Regions from separate parts of the Hordeum vulgare genome. Here region 1 is linked to region 2. The links are chromatin contacts, called in public Hi-C maps. All regions are on one chromosome and are shown on one strand. Each heading gives the region's core, a stretch centred on a gene start, on an enhancer-like site or on the middle of the called end of the contact. The rest is flanking DNA. Distances are from core to core; before and after follow the strand shown. Region 1 has its middle 53 kb from the start of LOC123398273. Region 2 has its middle 59 kb from the start of LOC123398267.

What was found. Hi-C and Micro-C count contacts between places; a contact is called where the count stands out from the background.
Region 1: a Hi-C map of leaf shows a contact between it and region 2, with 4 times the contacts expected there. The contact joins two enhancer-like sites. A contact is called at or near these places in 2 of 6 Hi-C or Micro-C datasets (leaf and seedling).

The regions. Positions count from the first base shown.
Region 1 is chr5H:522,919,604-522,922,388 of MorexV3_pseudomolecules_assembly, forward strand. No RefSeq gene overlaps it. Among protein-coding and RNA genes, the nearest start is that of LOC123398273, 53 kb to the right of the region's middle. Within about 2 kb of position 1,463, at least 2 of the 3 cell types and tissues checked have open chromatin away from gene starts, as enhancers often do. A contact at or near this core is called in leaf, where this site is marked.
Region 2 is chr5H:522,771,839-522,774,801 of MorexV3_pseudomolecules_assembly, forward strand. No RefSeq gene overlaps it. Among protein-coding and RNA genes, the nearest start is that of LOC123398267, 59 kb to the left of the region's middle. Within about 2 kb of position 1,288, at least 3 of the 3 cell types and tissues checked have open chromatin away from gene starts, as enhancers often do. A contact at or near this core is called in leaf, where this site is marked.

The DNA.
Region 1 (2,785 bases), core at 213-2,712, 150 kb after region 2:
TCATGAACAATTTTTGAATAAGTGAACTCTTCCTCTAAATCACAATTTTTTGTTCAATTTCATATGTTTTTAGAATTCATAAATATTTTTCGAACCCTTCAACATTTTTCAGGCCAGGAACGTTTTCCAAATTCATTACAAAATTATGATATGATATAACTTAATGGAATATAAAAGGGCACAAAATGAACTGTATTCTTACTGAAAAATAATGAATTAAATGAGAAGTAGAAAAAGAAACTAACAAACTGTGCTAGCAATCTTACGTACTAATGACCGACCTACACCACGCAGATGAGACGCTCGCCTTACGAAGTGACGATCACGACGTTAGCCATGCGTGTGAGAAAAAACTTTCTGGCATCTACTACAAGATGCAAGTTAGCCTCGCCTTAACAGTTTCCATATTGGGCTAATCCAGTTGACAAGTATGAACTGGTTATAGAACCTTCAACGTGGCTATTTGTTCTTTGTGTTTTTCTAGTGGTTTTCAACGCCTTTTTTCTTTCTTCTGTTTGTTGCTTCTTCCGGTTGACTTTCGGTTTTGTGTTGGTTTTCTTTTCAGTTTCCGCTGATATTACCTTGAGTTTTAGTTATTAATATTACAAATAGATGTGGACTTTTTCAGAAGACACTTTGAACATTCTAGGAAATATAGGTTGAAAAATTATCACATACATGTTGCTAATTACTTTTCAATACACGCTGAACATTTTTTCTGAACACAAGTTGAGCCCAGATTGAACCAGTTTTATATGCACGGTGAACATTCTTTAGTACATGATGAACATTATTTAAACACACGTTGAACAATTTTGTAATACAAGCCAATCATTTTTCTAAATATATGGTAAATAGTTTATTAAAATACATTGTTTTTAAGATCTAATGATTTTTTTGAAAAACATATGATACTTTTTTAACACAATATATTTTCCATACACAAAAAATTCTTTTTTAAAATCACAATTTTTTTAATGCACGATGGTTTTCTAAAGTTCATGTTGACCATGCTTCAAATGTCATGAACATTTTTTATATGGTTTAACCATTTTTTAAATGCATGAACATCTTTAAAAATATGCTATGAACATATTTTTCAATATCATCATTAATTTTTCTTAATATGCGTTTAAATTATTTTAAATATATATCGAACATTTCTTCAATATCATGAACATTTATATAAACCTACGCAACATGGAATTCTTTTCAACGTGTGAACAGTTTTGTAGTGTGGCCAACATTTACTTGAATGATGTGAATACTTACATGAACAAAAAAAATGCTTTTTTCGAAACTAAGTAAATTAATATCGTATGTATATATATTTGTCTCCAAAATTATAAACAGAAAAAACCTTTATTTATCGTGCACAGATAAACGCTTTCATTCGACGTCGGGCTGGGCCTGGCCTGGTACATTGGAACTTGGAGCGAGTCTGTGGTCTCGCATGAGGCGTGCGTGCTAGTAGCTAGAAGCGATACATAGCAACTCTTCTACAAAACGATAGTGTGGCTGCTCGGAATCAGGGCTATTTCTCGCCAATTACAAAACGTAATCCGGTAAGGGACAAGAGAGTGGGCGGATTCAGTACTGTTACGCCTCTCGCTCGAGTCTGTTCCCTCTGTTTTTCTTACCAATTTTCTGTTTTTTTTTTGCTTCGTTACTTTCCTGATTTCGATTTTCCTGTTTTTCACCGCTTTCCTTCGGTTTCTCATTCTTCTTTTAGTTTCAATTTAAAAATAACCAACAGATATCTACTTTTCTCTATACGCAATGTACATTTTTACTATACATGATTTTTTTAATACACGCTGAACACTGATCAAATGCATAATGTAAATACTTTTAAATATTTTTTTGAACATTTTTAATTCATGTTAAACATTGTTCAACTAATTTAATTACTTTAAAATTGCACGCCCATGTTTTTTAAACTACATAATTTCCTTTACAATGTATTAAAATATTTTATGTGTCATAAATATTTTTACGAAAAGCGTCAATATTTCATGAAAATGTCATGTACATTCTTTTGAATGGCATTTCACATTTTTCTATATTACGTGAAATTATGTGTTTTACATTTTATAAGTTGTTTTTTAAAATATCATGTACATGTTTTTGAAACAAGTGATTCTTTCCTAAATTTCACGTGATTTTTTCTGACATATGCTCCCACCGTTCCAAAATAAGTGTCGTTAACCTAGTACAAACTTTGTACTAGTTTAGTGTTAAATTTGTGACACTTATTTAGGGATGGAGGGAGTACAAAACAACATTTTTCGATTTACGAAAACATTTTGTTTACATTCTATAAACATTTTTTCTGAATTGTCCCGAACATTTTTTCCGTATGCGTGAACATTTTTGGAATGTCACAACTACATTTGTAAAATGCTATTAACATTTTTTCATATTGCATGAACATTTTTTTGTAAACAAACATCTATCCTTTTTTGTCATTTGCACAAAATATGTATACATTTCAGGAATGTAAATAAAAGCAATCAAATAAGAAACGTAAAAAAGGAGGCTGCCCTCCCTTCATCGGTGGACCAACCCATTATGGGGGTGGGGACTGCATGAAGCGAGGATTTTTTTTTTTGCGGTTAAAAAATGAGGATTTTTTTTAGAAATTACTAATTAAGTAGCACCTTTTGCAAATGTCCCTTTCCACTTCCTTAGATTGCGACAAGTAGCATGTGCGTCACTCGTCATAATATGAAAATTTTCTTTTGTTCACAGGTCCGTTTATTCAAAACGTATTATCTTTTAGATT
Region 2 (2,963 bases), core at 38-2,537:
AAAAATGTAATAGAATTTAAACAAAAGAATTGAATAAAAGTGGTTCATGTTTTTTCAAGAAATGTTGAGAAAAATAAACAATGACCGTGAATTATTTTAAAAAATCGATTGAAAAAGAGTTTGCTGAATCAAATTATTCATGCATATAAAAATTCACGGGATCTAAAAATATTTATATATTCAAAGAATGTTCTAATATTCAAATAACTGTTAATAGATTCAAAAACTTTTCATCAAATCAAAAACAGTTGCTGATTAAAACAATGCTCATGAATTCAACAAATGTCGCTGACATTTCAAAAAAGAAAATGTTTGTTGATTGTGAAAACTAATAACAATTGAAAAATATATTTGTTGAATCAAAACTGTTCAACAAATCAAAAAACATCTTTGGTAGTTTCCGAAAAATGTGCATAGTTGATAAAACAAAGTTGATAAAACCTTGCAACATTATGTATGAATTTTAATAATGTCCATGGTTTAATGGATTAAATGCGATTTAAAAAATTAGCGCGGTCGCAAAAAACTTTTGGAAATATGAAAAGAATCAGAAAGGATAAAGATAAAATCAAGAAGAAAAAGAAAAAAAAACCAAAAAGTTAAAATTGAAATGAGATTAAAAATGTAAAGAGAAAAGAAAAAAAAGGAGAAAAGGAAATTGAAAAACAAAATGAATAAGAAAAGGAATAAATGAAAATATTGAAGAATGAAAAAAACAGTTCAGGGAATGTTCTAGAACCGTTCAAAAACTAGTGGCAGTCCCAGGATCAAAAGCCTGCGATGGTATTTTAAATCTATGCTATCAAATACATGTGTTTTTAACTAAATTTATAAAAATAAATACATGACATCTGTTTGTGTACAAAGGATTTACCAAAAAGCTGTGTGGTCAATTGACTACACTTTTCTCAACGTGGCTTCGCCGCTGCAAAAAAACATATTGTGCCGTCCTAGTAGCACAGGCGTGCAGGGGGAAATAAAAAACAAAATCCAGAGAAAACACCCAAAACGCGAGACATGGCGACGACAGAGAACGCACCAAGTAACGACATGCGGGAGTGCTGGATAAAAGGCTTAGGAAGGAGCGTTCGCTGGCGAGTGAATCCCGCGCTGGTGAGGAGCTCCGCTGGTCTTCCGCTCGCGTCGGGGGTTTGCCAGGCCAGTCGGTGACACCCTGTGCGAAAGGGCGGTAAAATGGGTCAGCCCAGTCGGGCACGCCCAGTGCGAGATGGCGGTTGTTTGCCGCAGAGGGCGGCAGATAGGCACTCTGGCCGGCATGTTGCAAGCTTCCCATTGCTTCAGATAAGTGCATCCCCTTCCCGGCTTGCCGTTGTGTGTTGTTGCTTGTGTCAGAGTGGATAGGCTTTTGCCCTCTGTAGATTTTCTATTTTCCTCCGTATTTCTATACTCAAATTTTGGCCAAAATTTTATGGGGAAGGAAATCAACCCTTCAACTTTCTGTACTGGTTCCCATCATCGATTGAGACGTATCGAAATCGTACTATTTCTTAAACCTATGTGGGCATGTGGCTATGTGAGAATACATATACGCGTGGCCTTATTTGAGGACACGGAAGAAGGATGGTCCAGCGTCATGGACCGCGCCATCACAGATGGTTTGAGAACTGAGAACAGTGTCCAACTCGCTCTCGTAGGTGCAATTCACGATGTTCACGTCTTGGCGACCAAAACGGAACGCTGCTTTGTCCTCTTACTGTTGGCCGGGACCCAAAACAGTACGATCACTCCGGTTTAGTCATATCCAGCATTTTTTTTTTTTTGCGGGTACTAAGCATACAAACATTGACTGGTCAGACCGCTCTCGTGATTTTGCTCCACTCGCGTGATTCTTAAACGGATTGGAGTAACGTAGCAGGGACAGTAAATAACAGTATGGTCAGTTGTAGGGTATTTCTCTGGTTTTTGTGGCCATCTTGTATCCCTGCTACTTCCGCTAAAAATACGTAAGTGACGGAAAGTTGATGTGATTCCATCATTGGTTGCTACTTTCGACTTGAATGATGCATCATGCATCAGTCGGATCTTTTTACCGTGAGCCTGATTTCACGTGCTGCATGCCAATGCAGATGCAGCTTTATATATACAGTTACATGCAAAAGGAAAAAGAGCAATGTGTACGTATGTTCATGCGAGGCGAGACGACGCGACAAGGAGGCCCGGGATCCGTCTCTTTCGCCGCCCCTCACTTGCTTTATCGGGATCTCCTCCCGCTGCGGCATGCGCCTCTCCTGCCTGCGTTCATTCCTGAAATTCCAGGTACAGCAGCAGGCCAGCAGCCACACTTTGCTTTGCAGTCGCAGGGCAGGCTGCAGAATTAGTCGTTAACTTTTGTTGGACGCCGTGCCGCCGGTAGGGCTCGTCACGTCCACGCCACGGTATGGGCGCGGCGCCGGCCATGCACCCGCCGGCGGCTCCAGCCTATCGCCTTCCCACGGGCTCCATACTACGTGTGGATTCCATATTCCTCTTCACCCCGCTCATTGGCTTCGCTCCTTTTGTCAAGCGTCCTGGAAAGCTAAACCAAAGGCGTGCGCTCCATCGATCTGCCTCGGCCATCACAAAGGCAAAATGTACAATCTACCTCAGCTATCACAAAGGCAAATGTAAACAGTAGTAATATAGCAGAGCGGCAACACAGCTAGTGTAGTTATTTTATCGCTCATGAGGCGACAGCTTCGCTTTTCTTTTTTCTTGTCAGTAAAAGAATCAGGAAAGTGACAATGAACTCGGTCGAACCTCCCCCAATCCTCGAAATACGATCGCGTATACATGATACAGTACATGCAATGTACTAGCGTTTTTCTATATTGCAATGTACTAATGTCAGTGTCACTGCACACATGCGCGATAGCGAGCCACGCAGGAGCCCCCACGGCCGTCGGATGGGAAAGGGACGCCCAACCGCACCAGATGACCCTCTCTGCTCGATATTTGTCTAGCCC